Linked DNA regions of Zea mays: region 1 is linked to region 2. A link is a contact called in public Hi-C data. All regions are on one chromosome and are shown on one strand. The core of a region is the stretch at or near the end of the contact, and the rest is flanking DNA. Distances in the headings are between cores, read along the strand shown.

What was found. A called contact is a pair of places that touch in the nucleus more often than the background predicts.
Region 1: a Hi-C map of bundle sheath shows a contact between it and region 2, with 3 times the contacts expected there. The contact joins the enhancer-like site here to the promoter of LOC100272553 in region 2. A contact is called at or near these places in 4 of 25 Hi-C or Micro-C datasets (bundle sheath, ear, endosperm and 1 more).

Annotation. Positions count from the first base shown.
Region 1 is chr8:88,955,402-88,959,244 of Zm-B73-REFERENCE-NAM-5.0, forward strand. No RefSeq gene overlaps it. Among protein-coding and RNA genes, the nearest start is that of LOC100284013, 94 kb to the right of the region's middle. Within about 2 kb of position 1,955, at least 19 of the 20 cell types and tissues checked have an H3K27ac peak or open chromatin away from gene starts, as enhancers often do. A contact at or near this core is called in bundle sheath, ear, endosperm and 1 more, where this site is marked.
Region 2 is chr8:88,849,985-88,853,940 of Zm-B73-REFERENCE-NAM-5.0, forward strand. LOC100272553 (UDP-glucuronic acid decarboxylase 4) reads right to left here and starts at 1,706. Exons shown (of 6, transcript NM_001147020.2): 1 at 1,021-1,706. The coding sequence starts at 1,629. LOC103635520 reads left to right here and starts at 2,050. Exons shown (of 3, transcript XM_008657951.4): 1 at 2,050-2,356; 2 at 2,431-2,623; 3 at 2,708-3,084. The coding sequence starts at 2,244. The coding sequence ends at 3,004. It overlaps LOC109941586 (a long non-coding RNA gene), which reads right to left. Exons shown (of 3, transcript XR_002264244.3): 2 at 3,617-3,956; 3 at 3,215-3,550.

The sequences.
Region 1 (3,843 bases), core at 705-3,204, 110 kb after region 2:
GGACTCAGCCTCGACCTCGGAGGAGTCACCGCCTCGCCCGACCTCGGGCTCGGACCGACCATGTCACAGGGGGGGCCATCATTACCCTACCTCTAGCTAGCTCAGGCTACGGGAAACAAGACCGGCGTCCCATCTGGCTCGCCCCGGTAAAACAAGTAATGATGGCACCCCGCGTGCTCCATGACGACGGCGGTTCTCAGCCCCTTACGGAAGCAAGGCGACGTCAACAAGGATCCGTTGGCCCCGACAGCTGTGCTTCCACAGGGCTCAAGCACTCCTCCGACGGCCGCGACATCACATGAACAGGACAGCAACACCTCTCCAACAGCCACGTCGACATGTACATAGGACTCTGGCTTCCCTCTGCTAGACACGTTAGCACATTGCTACACCCCCCATTGTACACCTGGGCCTTCTCCTTACATCTATAAAAGGAAGGTCCAGGGCCCTCGTACGAGAAGGTGGCCGCGCGGGAGGACGGGCTGACGCACAGGCTCCCTCTCTCTCCCTCGCAAACGCTTGTAACCTCTACTGCAAGCGCATCCGCCCTGGGCGCAGGACAACACGAGGCCGCGATTCCCCTTATTGTTTCCCCCTTGTGTTCCGTCTCGCGCCGACCCATTTGGACTGAGACACACAGCGACAATTTACTCGTCGGTCCAGGGACCCCCCGGGGTCGAAACGTCGACACCCTCAGGGCATGTACAACCCACATAAATAACATGTATGTTAAGAAGTATCTAGGGGGTAGGTGCAAACAATCACAAGAGACGTATCTTAGCGAAGGACTATCTACAACACGGTTCTTTGTATCTAAGATATGATTCCACCCATACAACCCACATAAATGAGTTGTATCTTGAGGGGTTCTTAGTTTAGATATATTGGGTTGTATGAACGAGTTTCTTAGGTGTGTATAGTGTTTGGAGAACCGCAACATAGTATCTAGGCAACAAGACTGGCATGGGCATCTCGTGTCACCACGTGGACCCTTGTTAGCACTACAAATTAACCGCTAAAAACAGCATTAGGATGTGTTTAGAACCTCTAAAGGTAATAGCTAGACATCTAATAAATTGTTAGCTCAATTAAAGTTTGCTAATAAACTGATTGTTAGGGGGGTTGAAATTTCACAAGTAAATTTTAGTATCTAACTATTAGCTCTAGATGTTTCAAATAGGGCGGTAGGCCTAAAAGGATTTGCTAATAAATCAACTAATTACTATCCAAAAAAAGGATTGCTTATATTTCTCTATTACTAAAAAAAAGAGCACGTACGTACTTCCTCCTTCCACACAAGCACGTACGTGATTCTCGCTTTTTAAGTAGTCAAACGATGCGAATGATCAAAATCGTATAGAAAGAAAAAAACTACGGCTGATATTTAGTTATGACACGAAATGAATACCACGAACGAAATTAGTTATGAATATATTTAGGGCTTGTTCGGTTAGCTCTCAATCCATGTGGATTGAGTAGGATTGGATGGGTTTGAATCCCAAACAAGTCAAATCTCTTCTCAATTTTTTCCAATCCCATCCAATCCATGTGTATTGGGAATAACCGAACAAGCCCTTACGTGGGAAAAAAATAAATGTTAATAGCATCTACTGTAGACGAGTATTGTGCCAGCGGTAGTGTTAGCAGGGGCAGGTCGACTCGATCGCTAGCACACCGACAGTTGATACATCTTCTCGGATCTGCCATCGTTAGTTTAATTAATCCATGTATGCGGACACGCAGTAGTACTAGTAAGCGTGTAATAAAGCACCTGCCGCGGCACATGCCAGGCGTGGGGGGATCGATCCAAGTAGTCGGTGCCAAACCAGGCCTCTGGCCACCACACACACAACCGTTTCAGTTTCGGTTTCAGCCGGGACACAGTAGTACAGTACCCACCCATCGTCGTTGTCCCCATCAGTTTGGTTTGGTGAGCGTCGTGCTCCTACTGTTCGGTTGCCGATAGCGCAGTCTTTGACTTGTGAACACGCACCCCCCTCCCCCTGCACGCCACACGGACTGGCCCAAGGGAAGCCGGCCGGGACGGGACAAGAGAGCTGTCAGCTTCAGCTGTAACAGTAGCCGGAGAAAGTTCGTGCGTGCGTGCTTCTTCCATGTTATTAGGCGGTAAGGTTAGGCCGCCTCTCGTGTATGGCACAGCATACAGGCTCTATTTGTTTGGTCATTTTTCAGCTGCGGGCCACCGTAAGCTATTACGGACCGCTAAACGGTTCCAGCTTTTTAGCCCGTTTCTATAAGAATCGTTTTTGGTAAAAACCAAAACTAACATGAATATAAAATTAGTCGACTTATCATGATAGTAGGAAACCGTCGCTTTCTATATCCTGAACTCTTTGAATCACTTCATCTTCCCCGCACATAATCCCCACGATATTTAGATTTTTCTCACAGCCAGATTTTCTTCACATCTAGATTCTCAAAAAAACTGGTCAGAAAAAAGTTGAATCAAACATGCCCATAGGGCCTCGTGTATACACATACTACAACGTGCCAAACGGGGTTCGGGCTAAAAAAAGAAAAAAAAGAGCATTTAGGCTTTATTGTGCCAACCCGAAGTATAAAACAGTGGCCCTGTTCGGCTCTAAACCACGCCGTATCTTTGTTGGACCGTACCGATTCACGCCTGATCCATATATAATGACCACATAAAATCAAAATATTACAGCCACATAAAGTTCATAGCTTACTAAATCAAAGATATCAAACAATCCTAGCATTGTTTGACCACGTAAAGTTCAAATATCACAACAGTATAAAGTCCTTAGCTTACGAAATTAAAGAAATTAAATAACATGGACTTCGTTGGATCGTGCAGGCCTAAGCCCGGTCCATCTGTGCGGGCCTAAGCCATGTCAGGAGCCTAACGGGCCAAACTTGAGGTCCAGCCCAGGCCGTCTTCGAGGGATGCTAACTCGGTCTACATTATCGGACCGTACTTATGTTTATGTTTTTGGATTAAAACGGCACTGAACAGGCTGAAAGTCGTGCGCAGTATATCTGCCCTGAGGCGCGGGGGCGTATCACTCACCAACCCACAACCAGCCAGAGTCGGTCACACACACAGGAAAAGGAAAGGAAACCGACTCGCCGTGAATGCATTGGAAAGTATCGAACGGCACGGCAGCAGGAATTAGCAATCAGCACATGACGCATGTTGCACGACAGACAGGCAGCCCAGATCCGACTTGCGTGCGTGGCCCTGCTACTAACACGCACGTTGCTTTGGTCAAAGCACTGGCCATCACAGCCAGCTCATGCTGGTGCTCTATCCTTTCTAACTGTCTGTCTCTTCGCCGTCCGTGTTCAGACGGACTCACCGCTCAGGCCTTGTTCGTTTCTGTCGGATTGGTGGGTCGGAACGATTCCTGACCGGATTCCTTCTCTAATTTATATAAACTTTGATTAGCTGGAACGATTCCGAGTGCAATCCGACGGAAACGAACAAGGCCTCACGGAGTGGAGTTTCCAGTCGTTTTTTTTCTTCGTCTGAATCTGGCTGGCCCAGTCTCGTCGAGGCAGACCCCGCACTGGCGTGGCACGGTTGCGGGTGGCAAACTACCGTGCTCGCATCGCAAAGTGCTCGGCCAAATGCGTTGACGGGCCTCGGCTCAGGTTTGTGCCGTCCCTTGAAGCTTATCGTCTTCAATTTGTTTACTAGATATATGTCCGTGCGTTGCGACGGTACACAGTCACAAATACGATACTTTTGAAGGTATCTTCTTCTTTGTTCAGTAGGCACAACCATCATTCTTAGATCATGTAGCCATGGCGAAAACACTTTGCTCGCCATTTTCCTGTGCGAGCACAAGCCCACAAATAAAA
Region 2 (3,956 bases), core at 456-2,955:
CATCTCAAGAAAGCAAAACAAGCAGAAACTAAATGAATTAGCCACCCTTTTGACTTCGTCACATTGCTACTCCCCAATCAGTTGCAAAACAAGTAAAGCATAAAGAAATCACGTGAAGTGAACAGTAAGCAAAGTTGTTTCGAAAGTGGAAAGGGCAAAGGCCACTTGACGTCAACTTTTGTGTTGTTGAAAATTGAAATGCGCCCTTTATGTCAGAACTCAGAAGTAAGCAAAGTCCACCACTGACCCAGATCCAGGCACACCTTGCGCTTACTTTTCGCTCCCATGAACAGATCATGAAGCAAAGTAAAACAGTAAGGAACAATTGAGTTCATATCTCGGCTTTAACTGTTGCTAGTACGTTTTCTCTATTCCAAACGCACGGGAAACTTAAGTCAGCATTCAGAAACATAAAAAAAAAGTTTTTTTCTGAGAAATACAAATGGTTTCGACAGGGAAATGATGCGATGATTTGAGATCTTCAGTTGAATCTCGAGAATTTGAGTTCAACTGAACATTTGACGCCAGATTTCATAGATGCAAATAAACAGAAGAAATTTCTTTTGCGTTAAATGAAAAGGAGGGATTGCCCTTGAGCAAAGGGCAGCCTAGCAGACAGAGATCTGAAACGGCCGACCTGGTGGCTGTGCTTTGCATCAGTTGAGCAGAAAACTCCAAAATCAGAGTGAAACGTGGCGCAAATCTCGAGCTCCGGACAAAATTCTCCTACTGTGCCATATTCCCATTTCATGGACCGACCCGGAATCTCAGGGAGTAGTGAATCGGGCCTCATCCTCCCAGAAGCATTGCGTGTTAACCGATAAACCTGGAGAAAGGAACAAATTCCCCACCAAAATGCAATAGAAACCAAATCCATCCCTATAACAATATAAAACATTTTGTTTGGCACCAAAAGAAGAAAAATAGAACCGATCGCGATCCAGGCATCAATCATGAATCAGTCATGGAGGAAAGGAAAAGAACGCAACAGAACTGAAGGAATTCGTAGAGAAAGGATATGATTGTTTTGATGGGGTTGTATTTGTAGTGGACGGGGGACGCGGGGCAGGCGAGGTGGTAGATCTGGTCGACCTCGAGCAGGATGGGCTCGACGACGTCGTGGCGTATCATCTCGAAGTTGGGGTCGCCGAGGTGGTGCAGGACGTTGTCCTTGCGGCCGGTGAAGAAGTTGTCGACGACGATGACACTGTCTCCGCGCTGCAGGAGGCGGTCCACCAGGTGGCTGCCGACGAAGCCGGCGCCGCCGGTGACGAGGACGCGGAGCACCTTCCTCTTGAGGCCCAGCGGCACCTTGCCGCCGACGAAGTGCCGCGTGGCCACGTCGCGGTGGTGGGCGGGCTCGACGGAGAAACGGGCGAGCGGGTTGTTGTTGGAGTAGGACGAGGCGGCGGAGGAGGAGGAGGAGGCGGACGGGGAGGCGATGGAGATGACGGCGGCGGCGATGAGCATCCCGGCGAGCGCGAAGAGCGGGCGGTTCTCGGCGACGGCGTAGCGGGCCGCGCGGGGCAGCCACGCAAGCGGCTTAGACGGCTTCGGGGAGTAGCCCCCGGCGCCGGCGCTGGCGGCCGTGAACGCCCCGCCGCCGCGGTAGGTGAGCTCGGACGCCATCTCCGTCGTGAATCTAGGGGGGAGGCGGGAGGGCCCTCGGCGAAACTCCCAGCGAGGGACCTGGACGCGATTCGGACAGGTCTCGCGGGGGTGGCAGCGGCAGCGGCTGGAGCAGAGAGGTATTTATGGGCGGGGGAGCGGTGGCTCGCCGGGGGAGAGATGCGGGGTCGTGGCCCTTGGATGCGGGGTGGACGGCGGGGGATCGAGTTTTCTGTGGCGCGGTGGGGGCGGGCTGGCCGAGCTCCCTGGACAGGAGTGTGATCTGGTGCGCATGGGCGGCCGCCGGGACAGGTGTGCGACCCGGAGGAGGCCGGGGGTGGGTGGCCAGTGGCCAGTTGGCCACTGCCCACGGGCTCCAACTTTTTTGCAATTTGGCCCTTTTCGGGTTTTTTTCCCACATTTATGCCTCTGGCAGTTTCATTTCAAAAAATGGACCCTTAGCTCGGCGCCGTCATCATTGGCGCCGAGCATGTGTGTGCCGGCGCCAATACTATTGGCGCTTATACGTCAGACGCCGGTGTGATCTGGATTGACGTGGCACGTACCTCGGCGCCATAGATCTTGGCGCCGAGGTAGGCGCCCGGTCAACGACGCCTACCTCGGCGCCAAGATCTATGGCGCCGAGGTACGTTCCTATAAATAGTACCCTACGTCTGGCTTGTTGCTGTGCTCATTTCAATTCTTCTAAACTAGAGATGTCTAGGCGTGGTAAATATGCTAAACAAAGGTAAGTTTTGGATTTGCCTCTTATTTTGTGAGTCTATTATATTTCTGATTGTTATAGAGTTTATGGAAATTTAGGAAGGGTCCTTTGACCGGAACTGCCTTCGACCCGCTGCCTTTGCCAAGTGGTGTTCCAGTGCCTATGTGTTTTTGTGGTGATCCTTGTAAGGTCGATAAGTCTGAAGATCATGACACCTATCGACAGAGGTATTGGATGTGTGCTAACTTTGCATTTGAGCCAACTGTTGTTCAACGTCGGATGAATTTAATGGTGAGAATAGTCTTGTAATATGTTTACATTTGTGAATGTTTTTGTAAATGTTTTTTTGCGTACTAATAATTGCACATTTTGTAGACTCCTCCACCGCTATGTGATTTTGAGCAGTGGATTGACACCGAAATATCAGAGAAAGATAAGAAGTGGCTGGAGAATCTTCAAAAGTGGGATGCAGAGGACAAAGAGAGGATGAAAAAAAGACGAGAGGAGCTTGCTGCCGAGCAACAACGTGAAGACGAAGAGAAAATGAGGCGTGTTGCTGAATGCAGGGAAGATAAGGAGAAGAAGCTTGAGCGTGCACGTCGTGCAAAGGAAGCAATGGAGGAGAACCCTGATGCATTTCGCAAAGGCAAATGGCCCCGTTGTACTCAGTAGTATTGGTGTTTTATTTGAAGTTATGTAATAATGAACTTATTATTCGGTAATATGTATTGTCGAACAATGATATTTCGTAATGAATTACCTTCAAATTGATGAAAAATTACATAAATACATAATTGATGAAAAGTAGATTTAAAGCAATTCTTGAAGGCGACTTGAAGCAATTGAAATAGATAACCAACACGCTAAAAGCAATTGATACATAAGAGTTTTCTAGTAGTGCTCCCACATTCCAAATTGAGTTGAGCCTTCCCCATAGTATCCTCCCATTGTTGGTGTCTGCTGTGGGTGCGGTGGAGACGACGGAGGACCAACATTCTTGTTGTGACAAGGGCAGCAACAATATGGATCTGGGCATACTTGCACCTGTGAAGCACCACCATTGTTTGTGTCTCTTTCTTCCTCATCATTTTTGTTGCTTACTTCTCTCTCTAGATCAAATATCCTATTCTGTAGGTAGGATATGTATTCCGCATGAGGAAAAATTGGACGAGGATCTACCCAACGAGTGAACCCACAATTCTCCTTGACCAATGAATGCTGCATAAATGTTTATAGTTAGTTCCACCATGTATTTAGAAAAAAGGACTAGAAATTAATTTGTACATATGCATAAGGACATCTGAAGAAACGCCGGCCTCCATCAATTCCACCCTCAACGAACATCTGCACCAAGCAATCCTCGCCATGCATGCACTTCGGCCAATCTTCTCTCCTATTATCGTAGGACCTAAGTCTAACCTCTTTGTTGAAATCTTTTTTACTTTGAACTGGAAAGTTAAAAACCGCCTCTTCAAAAAAATCTGGACCAAGAGGGCCATCAAAAGACATTGGAGTTAACTTCCCTCCATCCTTTCGTCTCTCATTTACCGCACCCTTGCCCCTAGAAGACCCTGAAGCCATTCTATTGCACAATGAAGCAAATGTACAAAGGATCGTGTATATA